Linked DNA regions of Zea mays: all the other regions are linked to region 3. Evidence: chromatin contacts called from public Hi-C data. All regions are on one chromosome and are shown on one strand. The core of a region is the stretch at or near the end of the contact, and the rest is flanking DNA. Distances in the headings are between cores, read along the strand shown.

What was found. A called contact is a pair of places that touch in the nucleus more often than the background predicts.
Region 1: a Hi-C map of ear shows a contact between it and region 3, with 2.2 times the contacts expected there. The contact joins the enhancer-like site here to the promoter of LOC100217077 in region 3. A contact is called at or near these places in 2 of 25 Hi-C or Micro-C datasets (ear and tassel) and 1 of 3 datasets of contacts at active chromatin or transcription factors (leaf).
Region 2: a contact with region 3 is called in a Hi-C map of leaf, with 2.7 times the contacts expected there. The contact joins the promoter of LOC541845 here to the promoter of LOC100217077 in region 3. A contact is called at or near these places in 9 of 25 Hi-C or Micro-C datasets (bundle sheath, ear, leaf and 3 more) and 2 of 3 datasets of contacts at active chromatin or transcription factors (leaf and seedling).

Annotation. Positions count from the first base shown.
Region 1 is chr7:133,761,004-133,765,365 of Zm-B73-REFERENCE-NAM-5.0, forward strand. No RefSeq gene overlaps it. Among protein-coding and RNA genes, the nearest start is that of LOC541845, 48 kb to the right of the region's middle. Within about 2 kb of position 2,243, at least 8 of the 20 cell types and tissues checked have an H3K27ac peak or open chromatin away from gene starts, as enhancers often do. A contact at or near this core is called in ear, where this site is marked.
Region 2 is chr7:133,808,813-133,813,251 of Zm-B73-REFERENCE-NAM-5.0, forward strand. It overlaps LOC541845 (glutathione transferase23), which reads left to right and starts at 2,596. Exons shown (of 2, transcript NM_001111524.2): 1 at 2,596-3,015; 2 at 3,116-3,641. The coding sequence starts at 2,698. The coding sequence ends at 3,466. It overlaps LOC103632874 (purine permease 3), which reads right to left. Exons shown (of 2, transcript XM_008654590.4): 2 at 3,735-4,426. The coding sequence ends at 4,067.
Region 3 is chr7:133,483,958-133,487,757 of Zm-B73-REFERENCE-NAM-5.0, forward strand. It overlaps LOC100217077, which reads right to left and starts at 2,170. Exons shown (of 3, transcript NM_001143447.1): 1 at 1,187-2,170. The coding sequence starts at 1,925.

The DNA of each region.
Region 1 (4,362 bases), core at 993-3,492, 280 kb after region 3:
AAGACCGGCGTCCCATCCGGCTTACCCCGGTAAACGGCGATGGTGGTTTCCTGCATGCAACCATGACGTCGGTGGTTCTCAAGCCCCCTACGGAAGCAAGGAGACGTCAGCAGGATCCATACAGCACCGACAGCTGTACTGCTACAGGGCTCAAGGCACTCCTCCGACGGTTACGTTACTACCTCTACAGGACTTAAGACATCCCCCCGGTGGCCACGTTTTTATCTGTATAGGGCTCAGGGCACTCCCTTGCCAGCCACGTTAAGCTCCCAGCAACACCCCATTGTACAGCTGGGCATCTCCTTACGTCTATAAAAGGGGGTGTCCAGGGCCCCACGGGGAGGACGAGGACGGACAAGGAGAGGGGGAGAGGGACAGAGGGACGAGCATACGAACATACGTACGCACGGCAAAGGGACGGGAGAAGACGAGCAGGGGCTGGACCCTCTCTCTCTCTCTCGCTCTCGCTCTCTCCTACTCGCTCTCTCTCGCCCTCGCTCTCTCGCAACGCTTGTAACCCCTACTACGAGCACCCCGGTGCAGGATAATACAAGGCCCATTCCTCCACTTGTGTTCCATCCCGTGCCAACCCATCTGGGCAGGGGCACGCAGCGACAATTTTACTCGTCGGTCCAGGGACCCCCCGGGTCTGAGACGCCGACAATACCCAAACAGAAGAATCAAGCCAGACTCATCTATATGAGATACAGACACCCAATCATCCCTCATCACCTGTTGGTCAAGCAAAGTTGACTCGCAAAGAACTCAAAGCAAGAGGTGCTTGCTACTACTGCAAGAACGAAGGACATATTATTCGTCAATGCACTAAGACGCGACTTGACTGACTAGAGAAGAAGACTGCAAAGCAAGACCCCAAGCAATAATCCAGAAGACCAACCAATTTATAAGTACGATGCGGAGCGAAGAAACAATAAGTTCCTTAAGTTAGAAGAGTCTTTTGTGAACCAAGAACCTACAAATAACTATGTATCTCCTTTGCTTTCTTGCTAGCCTTCCTTAATCTCGAGGATGAGATTCTTTTTAGGGGTAGATTTTGTAACACCCTAAATCAGTCAACTGAAAATAACTCAGTTTATATTATTATTTTCCAGTAGAAATAAAAATATTTATGTTTAAAAATAATGAAATGTTGATATAATTGAACTGAATAATTTCTTAAATAGCCGAAGTATATATTTTGTCTGATTTGAATTTCAAGTCCAATTCTTGAATTTAATTGTGTGAGAAAAATATTATTTTAGAAAATAATAATGAATCGTTAAATTATTGTTTTTGGAATATGTATTTTGATAGATTTCATTTTAGTTAAATTATTCTCTATGTGTGAACCCCAATTTATTTAAAATAAAAAATTTAGCTTAAAAAAATAATCCTAAAAATTTAAGTTTTTAGTATTGTAAATATTATTTTGGGATTTATTATAGTTTTCAGTATATATATAAGTAAAAGAGGAAATTGAAAAAAAAAATCCGTCGTTCCAGCCAATGGAACTAGGGATGGCAACGGGGAATTCCCCGTCGGGTTTTAGCTCCCCAAACCCGTCCCCGCGACAAAAAAATTTCCCCGCGGGGATCCCTACGAACGCTTGCGGGGGATATTTCTTCCCCATCCCCGTTCCCCGCGGGGATAATTCCCCGTCGGGGATCCCCATCCCCGCTTAAATTATAATTAAATTGTACTTCATTTGTTATTAATGTAAAATATTGTCACTTATACACATTGTTAAATGTAAAATTCATTATGTGCACATTAAAATCAATGTATTTGTACAACGGGTGATCTCTTGATAAGGTAATTCTTTACTTTTATCATTAACTATTACATGAAAACATTGTCACATGTAAGTTTAACGGGTCCCCGCGGGGAACGGGGATGGGGAATGCTTCCCCATCCCCGTCCCCGTTTACCCGTCGGGGGAGAACTTTTCCCCATTTACATCCCCGTGGGGGAAGAAACTTTCCCATCCCCATCCCCTAATAGAGGAATTCCCCGCGGGGAATCGGGGATCGGGTCCCCATTGCCATCTCTAAATGGAACGCTTCTTCCTCTTCTCTATAGCGAGTGGGGCCCTTGTTTCACTTATTTCACTTGGCTTCCTGCACGCAACCGCTGGGACACTACTGCGTGAAATTCTCTGCTCGCGTTCCCAGGTGGTGGACGGACCATTGCCGCGCTGGACGGACGGTTTCCCTTCCTGTATCGCACCACTGTCACACGCCCGTTCATATCCCTTCCCCACTCTCGCGCCTTAAATACGCACTGAGCCACACCGATAGTGCGCCATTAATGCTGTCGTAAAGCTTTTCTCCTCACTCCAGCACCCTCTTCTCTCCGCCACTGCCGCGACCACTCCTCTTCTCCGCGACGACAGTTTCTCCTTGCCATTAATGGCATTTCGTGCGGACGTTTCTCTGCGGCAATCAAATTCGAGGCTGTGATTTCCTTCTACCAGCCTATAAATGGTGCCGACATTCATCCCTTTTCTCCGTGCTTGACCCTTGCTCAGCTGCTACTGCACTCGCCTCGCTTCTCTCCCTCCGTGCTCCGAGTTCCTTGCTGCTACTGTCGTGTCGTGCGCTGCAGGCCGCCATCCAAATTCTCTACACGCCAGCTTCTCTGCTCCGCTTGCATATGCCTCATCGTCGAGCGAGCTCTCGCTAGCGATCTTCTCCACGTCCACGACATTGTCCGAAGCACTCGACACCGTTCTCCCTACCGTGGTCGAGCCCCTCGTCGAGTTTCTCTACGCGGAAGCTCGCTCTCCTGCTGCTAGCTGCCATCGACGCACTGCTCACTCAACGCAGCAGCGCCACCTGTGTTGTGCATCACTATGCACCACCATGCCATCTTCTACGCCGTGCGTGAACCGTCTCTTGCCCCTGCTAACCGTGCTGCGCTCGCTGCTTGCTACATGCCGCGCACCTGCTCATTGTTGTGTGTCACTCTCAGTCGTCGCCTTGCTACTCGTTGTCGCGCCATCGCACCAGCAGTTGCGCCATCGTCGCGCCACGTCAAGCACCGTCATCAAAGTGTTGTCGTGTCCCCATTGATCCTTTGATTCGCTCTCTTCGTGTGCCATCCGAAGGCATAAGAAAGGTCCAATTTTTACACGCTATCCCATCGTCTATATTTAATTTTGAGCGAACCCCTGCGACAATTTTCTCTATTCTAAAATGTGTATGTGAGACTAAAATAAATTAACTATTAATTTGTTAATTTCATAAATTTTTGCTTAACATTTGAAACCAGTGTTTCCAATAATTGACATGTTTTCATAAATAAATTTGAATTATGTTTGCTGTAATCGATTTATGCGTATTCAATATCCGAATAAATTAAATAATATTTAGATAGTCGTGTTAGTGAGCTGATTAATTTGAATTGATAGTTGCAATGATTTACATGTTTTTTAAATTAATTTGTATTATGTTTGTTGTAATGTGTAGTTTTCAAATTAGAAAATTAAAAAGAATTATAGCCTTATGTTTTTGTCGGCGTTTCGACCCCGGGGGGTCCCTGGACCGACGAGTAAATTGTCGCTGCGTGTCCCTACTCAGATGGGTTGGCGCAGGATGGAACACAAGATGTGGGACAAGCCTTGTATTATCCTGCAGCAGGGATGCCGCTCGCAGTAGGGGTTACAAGCGTGTCGCGTGAGGGAGAGAGAGAGGGCTCGTACGCCGCTTCCCCTCGCGCGAACCCTCTGAACCCCTTTCAGGGTGGCCCTGGACTCCCCTTTTATAGAGGCAAGGAGAGAGTTCATGTGTACAACGGGGGCGTAGCTATGTGCTAACGTGTCCGGCAGTGGAGTGCCTAAGCCCTGTGTACATGCCAACGTGGCTGTCGGGGGAGAGCTTGAGCGCTGTACATGTGATGGCGTGGCCGCCGGAGGAGCGCCTGAGTCCTGTAGGAGCACAGCTGACAACGCGGCAAGGACCCTGCTGATGTCTCCTTGCTGTCGTAAGGGGCTGAGAGCAATCGGCGTCATGGCGCACGCGGGGCACCATCATTACCCGTCGCTGAGGTAAGTCAGATGGGACGCCGGTCTTGTTCCTTGTAGCCTGAGCAGGCTAGGAGTAGGGGAATGATGCATCCCCTATCAGCACGGTCAGTCCGAGCCCAGGGTCCGTCGAGGCGGAGACTTCTCTTGTGGCCGAGGCCGGGGTCGGGCGAGGACGCGATTCCTCCCGAGACCGGAGTCGAGGCCGAGCCCGGGGGTCGGGCGAGGCGGAGACCTCCTCCCGAGGCTGGAGCGTGAGGTCGGGCGAGGCGAAGCTTCCTGTTGCGCTCAGGGCTTGAGCTCGGTAGTTGATCGTGACCTGTTGTCAGTCGTTGTCGGGG
Region 2 (4,439 bases), core at 1,346-3,845, 330 kb after region 3:
AAGAGTGAATGGGCCAGAATGGATCCACTAGGAGTCTCCAGCAGTGTTATTTTATTTTCGCTGAACTCGTGAGAGGGGGTTAAGAAGGGATAGAGAGGAACCTGGGAGGTGTGGAGAATAGAACCCTGTTGGCTGGTTGCGTCCAGATCTCCTGGCAGCTCTGCCGTTGTAAGTTCCACACAATTACTCTTATTCCAAGTGCTTCGTGAGAGGAAATCGTATGTCGGGAGCAGCATACCACCACCCCTAAATCAGTGTTCTTACAGGCTCCCTGCGCCTCCACAGTGTCGCCAGGGACCCTGCCTGCCTATATATGTGTATTGTTCCCGCAATCAATAATACACACAATCACATGGCAGTATATCCTCTATCATTATCCTCTTTTTATGAAGCATGTTCATACTTCTAACTCCAGCAGATATTGGATTGCTAATTCATACGAAGATAGATTCATATCTGGCCTTGAACCTGAAAATGTTGATAAGGTAAACTACCTTTGATTCATACACATCATGTATGGGCTGATTACCTTGAATCCTTGATTGCATTTTATTCCTTTAAACCTTATGATTCATATTTAACGAGGTTTGTGAATATATCACTTAATTATCACAGGAGTTTTTAAGGCTTTGGTTCAAGAACAACTGCAATCCATATGAAGACACGGTATATTTTCTTCATACAGTTGTTAGAATCACTTGTGAATTTTGTTCCATAATGATCCAACTCATCTTTTTTTTGTGTGAAAACTTACATGTACCCCAAAACATTCAGGTTCTGCCAGAAGCTCCAGAAGAGTTGGTTTGTGAGTTGGCCCGGCGGTATACATATCCAACGGGCCGTGCCGGGCCGGCCCGGCACGGGCACGGCTGGGCCCGGCACGAGGGGCGCCAGTCCAAGCCCGGCACGGTTCAGTGTTGTGCCGGGCCGGGTCGGCCCGCGGGCTGGCTGACGCAGTCCAGGCCCATCACGGTTATTCTTATACAGGCCGTGCCGGGTCGGAGGCACGACGGGCCTGTCGTGCCGGGTCGGGTCCGGACCCGTAAACACAAAAAAAACACTCTAAAATTCAGAATTTAAGGGTAATATTTAAATTTAGTTTAGATTCAATTAATTATATTTATAATTTTAGATACATACTTAGATAAAGAATTTCATATACACATAGAAACACATATAACAATTCAGAATACTCTTATATAATAACATATTATCAGTATTATAACTAAAAACAGACTGACAGTTACAAAATAAGTTTCTAAAACGGGCCGTTATCGTGCCTACCAAATAACCGTGTTGGGCCCGTGTCTGCACCGCGGGCCAGACGGCCAGCCCAAGCCCGGCACGGCTATCGGACCGGGCCGGCCCGGGCACGGTTCCGGTCGGGCCGGGCCATACTCGTGCCGGGCCACGACCGTGCCGGGTCACGGGCCCACTGCCGGGCCGGTCCATTTGGACATGTCTACCTGGCGGTATGTATCTCTATAAGTTTCTGTTGTTGTTTCTCACTTCAAAGCTCCCCCTTATCTTATCGCGTGTCCAACATAATTTATGCGCGTTCTGTACACGGAACTGTTGCAAGAATGTTTTTTTTATTCTAATTGAATAATGGTTTGGTTGAATACCCGCTGCCGCTACATTTTCCTGTTTGAAACATCACGAAGACGAAATTCGAGATCCCGGAAGCACAGGTATGCAGAAGGCTTTGTTTATGCTTCTAGTTTAGCAGACAAACAAATACTTACAATCAATGTTTTTTTTTTGTAAAATCCAGGAACCAATTCATGAAAGGATATCAAGGAATGTCGCTCAAGGCTTACGGGACCTATGATTGCTGATAGAGGATCCTGGGGCAGAGTTTGCTGTGGGGTGCATCTCTGGTACCAATATTCCCGTGAGAGTAGTAAGTAGTATGCGCGCATGCCATATGCGCGTCCTGTGAGGGTTGCCATTGCGTCTTGCTGAAGCAGAGGTATCCGCATTTCTTTACGATCTGTGATGTAATGTGGTAATAAACTCCAACTGGAGGTGGTTGTGTTTATGTGATTGTGAGCAACCGCCATGCGCCGCTGGTGAGATTTGCCGTGTTTGGAGCACGAGGGGAGATAAATTGAAAATTGAGTTTTTTAAGCTGGTGTCTTCGGTTTTGCTGGTGTGCTCATTTTTATCATTAGTCGTGTTTTTTGTTCAGTTTTGTTTTGTCCTTCTGTTCTATAGCACTAAAAGGGTAAAATTGAGTAAAAAAACACAACTAAGGATAAAAATAAGCACATCAGCGAAATTGAGGGCACCCTCTTAAAAAAACCTTTCAAGTGGTTTGAGTCGTGCAGCCATCACTCTGTCACGTACCTTTCTGAAATGGAACGTGTAAAATTGCAAATAACCAAGTTCATTATGTTTTAGCGTAATTGGGCTTTTCCTCTGTAGTATTTTTTTCTTCAAGAGGCTTCATCAGTACGCAACACTCCCAGTAGGCTCACTCTGATGTCCTTGTCTCCCGATTATACTAGTAAACAACACGGGTTCCCGTGGTCTCCTCAGAAGGCAACTATGACCCGGAACCCCTACAGTTGACTTGTCATGGCTTCGCGATCTGTGACTGTGATCTATACTATAAGGTGAACAAGATCTCTTTGTCTACTGTAGTTGCAGCACCAGCAGCAGCAGCAGAAGAGCAGCGCCTGAGCTCCAGCAATAATGGCCGAGAAGGGCGTGAAGGTGTTGGGGATGTGGGCGAGCCCCATGGTGATCAGGGTGGAGTGGGCGCTGCGGCTGAAGGGCGTCGAGTACGAGTACGTCGACGAGGACCTCGCCAACAAGAGCGCCGACCTGCTCCGCCACAACCCGGTGACCAAGAAGGTGCCCGTGCTCGTCCACGACGGCAAGCCGGTCGCGGAGTCCACCATCATCGTGGAGTACATCGACGAGGTCTGGAAGGGCGGCTACCCCATCATGCCGGGCGACCCCTACGAGCGCGCCCAGGCGAGGTTCTGGGCCAGGTTCGCGGAAGACAAGGTACGACGCGCGAACTGCGGTGCAGCCACATGATCTACTTACTGACGCAGGGCAGCCGGACGAGCCCCGCGACGACTGACTTCTCTGTACTCTACTCTAGTGCAACGCTGCTCTGTACCCGATCTTCACCGCGACCGGCGAGGCGCAGCGCAAGGCGGTGCACGAGGCCCAGCAGTGCCTCAAGACCCTGGAGACGGCCTTGGAGGGGAAGAAGTTCTTCGGCGGCGACGCCGTGGGCTACCTCGACATCGTCGTCGGGTGGTTCGCGCACTGGCTCCCCGTCATCGAGGAGGTGACCGGCGCCAGCGTCGTCACCCACGAGGAGCTGCCGCTGATGAAGGCCTGGTTCGGTCGGTTCCTCGCCCTTGACGTGGTGAAGGCGGCCCTGCCCGACAGGGACAGGCTCCTCGCCGCCAACAAGGCCCGCCGTGAGCAGCTCCTCTCCGCGTAGATATGGCTAGTAATTCTGGAGCAGCTAGTTTCACCGCCGACGCTCATATATTGCTGAATAAGGACTGGTTGCACTTTTGCACGTTGTGCAGTGCAGCCGAGGTTTGGATGACCTCTGCCCCTCTGTTCCATTTCAGAATGGTAGTCCCATAATAATGCATATACATCATGCATAACCTTCGTGGCACCGCACGGTGCGTCAAACTGTTGGCCTGTTGCCCAATCCCAGTAGCTGATTTTCTTCAGGCGTGCAAGGTAGCAACAGAAAGTAACACATAGAAACAGACATTTCTTCTTTTTTTTATATTCGTTCAGATTAGATCAGTCCTGTACTGGGATCGGCCCACAAAGTGCGCCGGTCCAGACTTACTGTCCGAACCGAACGTGGTACTGCCAAGGTACATCTACACACCATGCAGCACAGTATTGGCCAACGTCCACCGCCGAACAGAAGAGCACCCACACCAGAAGCGACAGCTGCAGGTGACGACGATTCAGGACGCTATCCACGTAGCACACAGCAGCGATCACAATCACAACATATACTGATATACACACAACGGGGAAGATCGAAGAGGCCAGGCCAAAGTCCGCAGCAGCATCACGGGTTCGCCTGCTGCAGGGCCTCCGCGGCTGCGGCGCCCTCCTCCGTCCTGGTCTTCCTCTTCTTGGCCCTGGCCTCGCTCCACTCGCCGTAGGAGTAGGACGCGAGGCCCCAGAGCGAGAGCACCAGCGCCACGCCTTTCTCGCTACTGAACCTCTCGCGCAGGAAGATGACGGCCGCCACCTCCGTCACCGGGATGAACACCGCGATGAGGATGCCCGCCAGCAGCGTGTGCACGCAGAAGATGACGCCCACCGCGCCCAGGAAGAAGCACTGCCACAGCACCGCCGACCACGCCAGCACCGCGTAGTACCGCGCCTCCCCAAGCTTGTACCGCCTCGCCTCCCGCGGGATCGCCTGCATGCATACT
Region 3 (3,800 bases), core at 920-3,419:
AGCTCTTTGTATTGGGGATAACACAAATCATTGTCTTGTGCATCAACGTAAATCCTTAACTTTGAAATTCAAAGGAAGAAAACAAAAACCCAATATAAAGAACTTCCAAGCACCAGGTCTCAAATATTTTATCATACCTAGCAAGATGAGTTGAAATGTGAATGGACACTTGCTATGAACTCACGACTCCAAAAAACAGCTTGCACTCATTTCTGTGAGCAAGTATTGATGGCAACATTTCTTCTTGCCAAGTAATTATACCACACAAAAGTTCATGTCAATTGTCAGTTCAAACACAGAAGGGACACACAAAAAATCACTGAGACAGACACAGGCTGTTGCCAACTTAAAGAGGACTCCAGAGATGAGGCAGCTCATGCCCTGAAGAAAGGTTGAGTACTTGAGTTAGCCACTTAGCCTCATTTGCTTGTTACACAACCAAGGCAGGAATACCAGAGCTACACGGCTCACTTAGGCCCCTAGACCATAGACGAATAAATTAGTTTGACTCCCCAACTCATTTACATCACACTAGCTGAAACTGAAGTCAAGGCCACATATGGGCAACTAGCAAAGATACTAAGTAGTCATGCTAAAACATAGATGAGTTTGTATGAAGAGGAATTCTAAGACCATGACACCCGCAACATGAAAAATAGCTGAACCATTAGACGTTCTGCAGCTAAGGCCCTGTTTGAATGCACTAAAACTAATAATTAGCTGCTAAAATTAACTAGAGACATCCAAACAACCCAGCTAATAGTTCAACTATTAGCTGCTTTTAGCTGGAGACAAACACCCCAGCTAATAGTCAGCTAACTATTAACTGCACCCTCAACTACCCATTAGTTCATTAGCTTGTTCAACCCAACTAAAATCAGCTATAGTTAGCCAGCTAATTTCACTAGCAATTTTTTAGCCAGCTCATTATTAGTTCTAGTGCATTCGAACAGGCCCTAAATACGGCCATAGATTAGTCTCTAACATCACATTATTATTTTAAAGATGGCAGAACCAATGCTGGACTGACTGTTGATCTTCTAGACTTCTACTGCTTTTTCAGTTCACTTTTCGCACTAATATGTTAGACTTCGCAATGTACTATACTACTATTAACAAATTGATCTTATTCGTCTTGAGCTTCAGACTGAAAGGTAGTAATACAGCAAGGTAGTAAAACAAATACCATTAGTGACCCGTGCAGCGAGTCCGAAATCAGCAAGCTTCACTTTCCCAGCCTTGGTAAGCAAAATATTCTCCGGCTTAACGTCCCTGTGCACAACACCCATCTCGTGGCAGTACTTGAGCACTGCCATGAGATCCTTGATCACAATGGCAGCACGCTGCTCGGAAAACTTCCCCTCCCTGGCGATCTCATCGAGCAACCTCCCCCCGCTGCAGAGCTCCATGACGAGGTAAAACTTGTCGGCATCCTCGAAGACGGCCCTGAGCGTGACGACGCCCGGGTGGCCCGAGAGGTGCTGCATGATCTCCACCTCGCGGTGCACCGTCTCCTCGCCGTTCTTGGGCAGCTCCTTGCAGGCGAACTCGTCGCCGCCGACCTTAGCGCGGCAGATCCGGACGGAGCCGAACTTGCCCTGGCCGATCTCGGCGCCGAGCTCGTACTCGCTCTCGAGCCGCTTCTTCCGCCCCATCCGAGTGGCGGAGTCGATGCAGCCCAGCTTGCGCTTCAGCCCACGCCCGGGGCTATCAGGCGCCGCCCGCCCGCTGGCGGGCGGCGCCGTCATCACCACGCCGCCGCGGGCGGAGGCGGAGCCCTCATCGGCGGAAGAGGGCTTCTTCTTCTCGGGCCGCGGCTTGGGCTCGCGGCAGGTGCGCTTGCGGGCGGCAGGCGCATCGTGGCGGGATCCGGCCATGGAGCACGCGGCGCGCGCGCCCTTGCGCTTACGCGGCAGCGAATCCATGAGGAAGGGATCGGAACCCTAGGCGGCGGTGGCGGCGGCGTGCTTGCGCCTCTTGCGTGTCATGGGTGTCGGGGACGGGGAGTGAGGCGTGCGGCACTGGATCCGGAAGGTTGGTGGTGCGAGATGGGAATGGGAGCGAGCCAGCGAGGGGCTCGAGGCGGGGAGGGGGCGTGAGGAAAAGGGAGTGAGTGAGATGAGGAGGAGGACGGTGGGGTGGAGGCGTGGAGGTGGGGTTTGGGCGTTTGGGGCCATTGGCCTGCCTGGTTCTCCTTTGGTTGGACTCGTCTAGTCGGCTCGGCTGGGCTGATCGGGATTCGGGAGGACCATCCGGGTGCAGGAATGGGAGTATGGGACCGGAAAAGTGGAGTATCTCCAGATTTTCAATCAACTCCTACTCATCGTCTATTTTAATAGAAAATTATATATATTATTAAAAGATTCACACTTTAGAAAAATAGCATTGAAAGGTTGCTCTGTTATTAATTTCTTATTATTAAAAGATTCACACTTTAGAAAAATAGCATTGAAAGGTTGCTCTGTTATTAATTTCTAGCATTTCCGTGAACTCAACGTTAACATCAGTGTCGCTAGAGATGACAACGGGTACAAACCCGCTGAGTTTTACCGTCCCAAACCCGTACCCGTGAAAAATATCTATGCCCATTAAAAAACTCGTACCCATGACGGGTTTGAGATTTTGCCCAAACCCGTACCCATCGGGTTAACGGGTACCCATGGGTTACCCGCGGGTTTCATCTCCAATATACTTGTTCTTCTCATAATCAATAAGTATCGTAATGATTAATGATATCATGATCCAAAATCTATGTAATGAACAACGAGTTCATGATTTGGTATAAAAATTATTAGTAGAGAGAATGAAATACAAATAATAAGTTGTATAATTAAGTGACCTTGCACTAAGTTATCCATCCACCACATATATAACGCTAGTAAAAACTATAATATCAAGCAAGCAACACTCTCACTGACTACTGATACATTCACCAATTGATAAAAAATATGAAGTAAATAAGGAATAACAAGTTTGTTGTTCGTTTATAAAATAAAATGACAATATGCACTAGATTTGGTCGGGTTTAAAAAACCCACGGGTTCACGGGTTTGGGTACTATAGGAACAAACCCGTACCCATAAACCCGCTGGGTACAGATTTATGCCCGTTAACAAACCCATGGGTATGAAAATTGACCCAAAACCGTACCCTAATGGGGTAAAAACCCATCGGGTTTCGGGTTTCGGGTACCCATTGCCATCTCTAAGTGTCGCACGAGAGCTTCATGCCTTCTCACTATGACATCTTGGTCCCACTCATCATCCCTACCCTCCAGCAGGTGTGGCATAAGGGGTATATCTCCTTCAAAGCAAGCAAGCATCAAGAGACACCAAGGGCGTGTTTGTGATTCTTTACTGCTCGACCCGCCCAACATGATCAGACTTGGTCTGGGTTGGTCTGCTTCTGCTGCAACTTACCGTGTTTATGTCCATGTATGAAATGAGTTCAGCCAAGACCAGATGATGTTTGCCATCCCTCAGTCACCTATCATCACGTGAAATTTTCCTGCCTTACACCACGAGCATACCACGAGTAGCCGAGCCCCGAAAAACGAACCCCAACGTCGTTTCCAGGGAGTCAGGCGGAGCCATCGTTTTTGTACACACGACTGTGCTCTTAAGTGGGCCAGGCACGCAAACACGCCCAATTACAGCTCAGGAGCGCAGCCAAGCTGCTGGACCACCGTCGCAAACACGCCCCAAAACTCCTCTCTTCTTACCTCATGCAACCACCAACCTCTTTTCCTCTCTCGGTGAGCATAGATTAGGAGTAAGCAGCACCCAATAGGCCACCTCCTA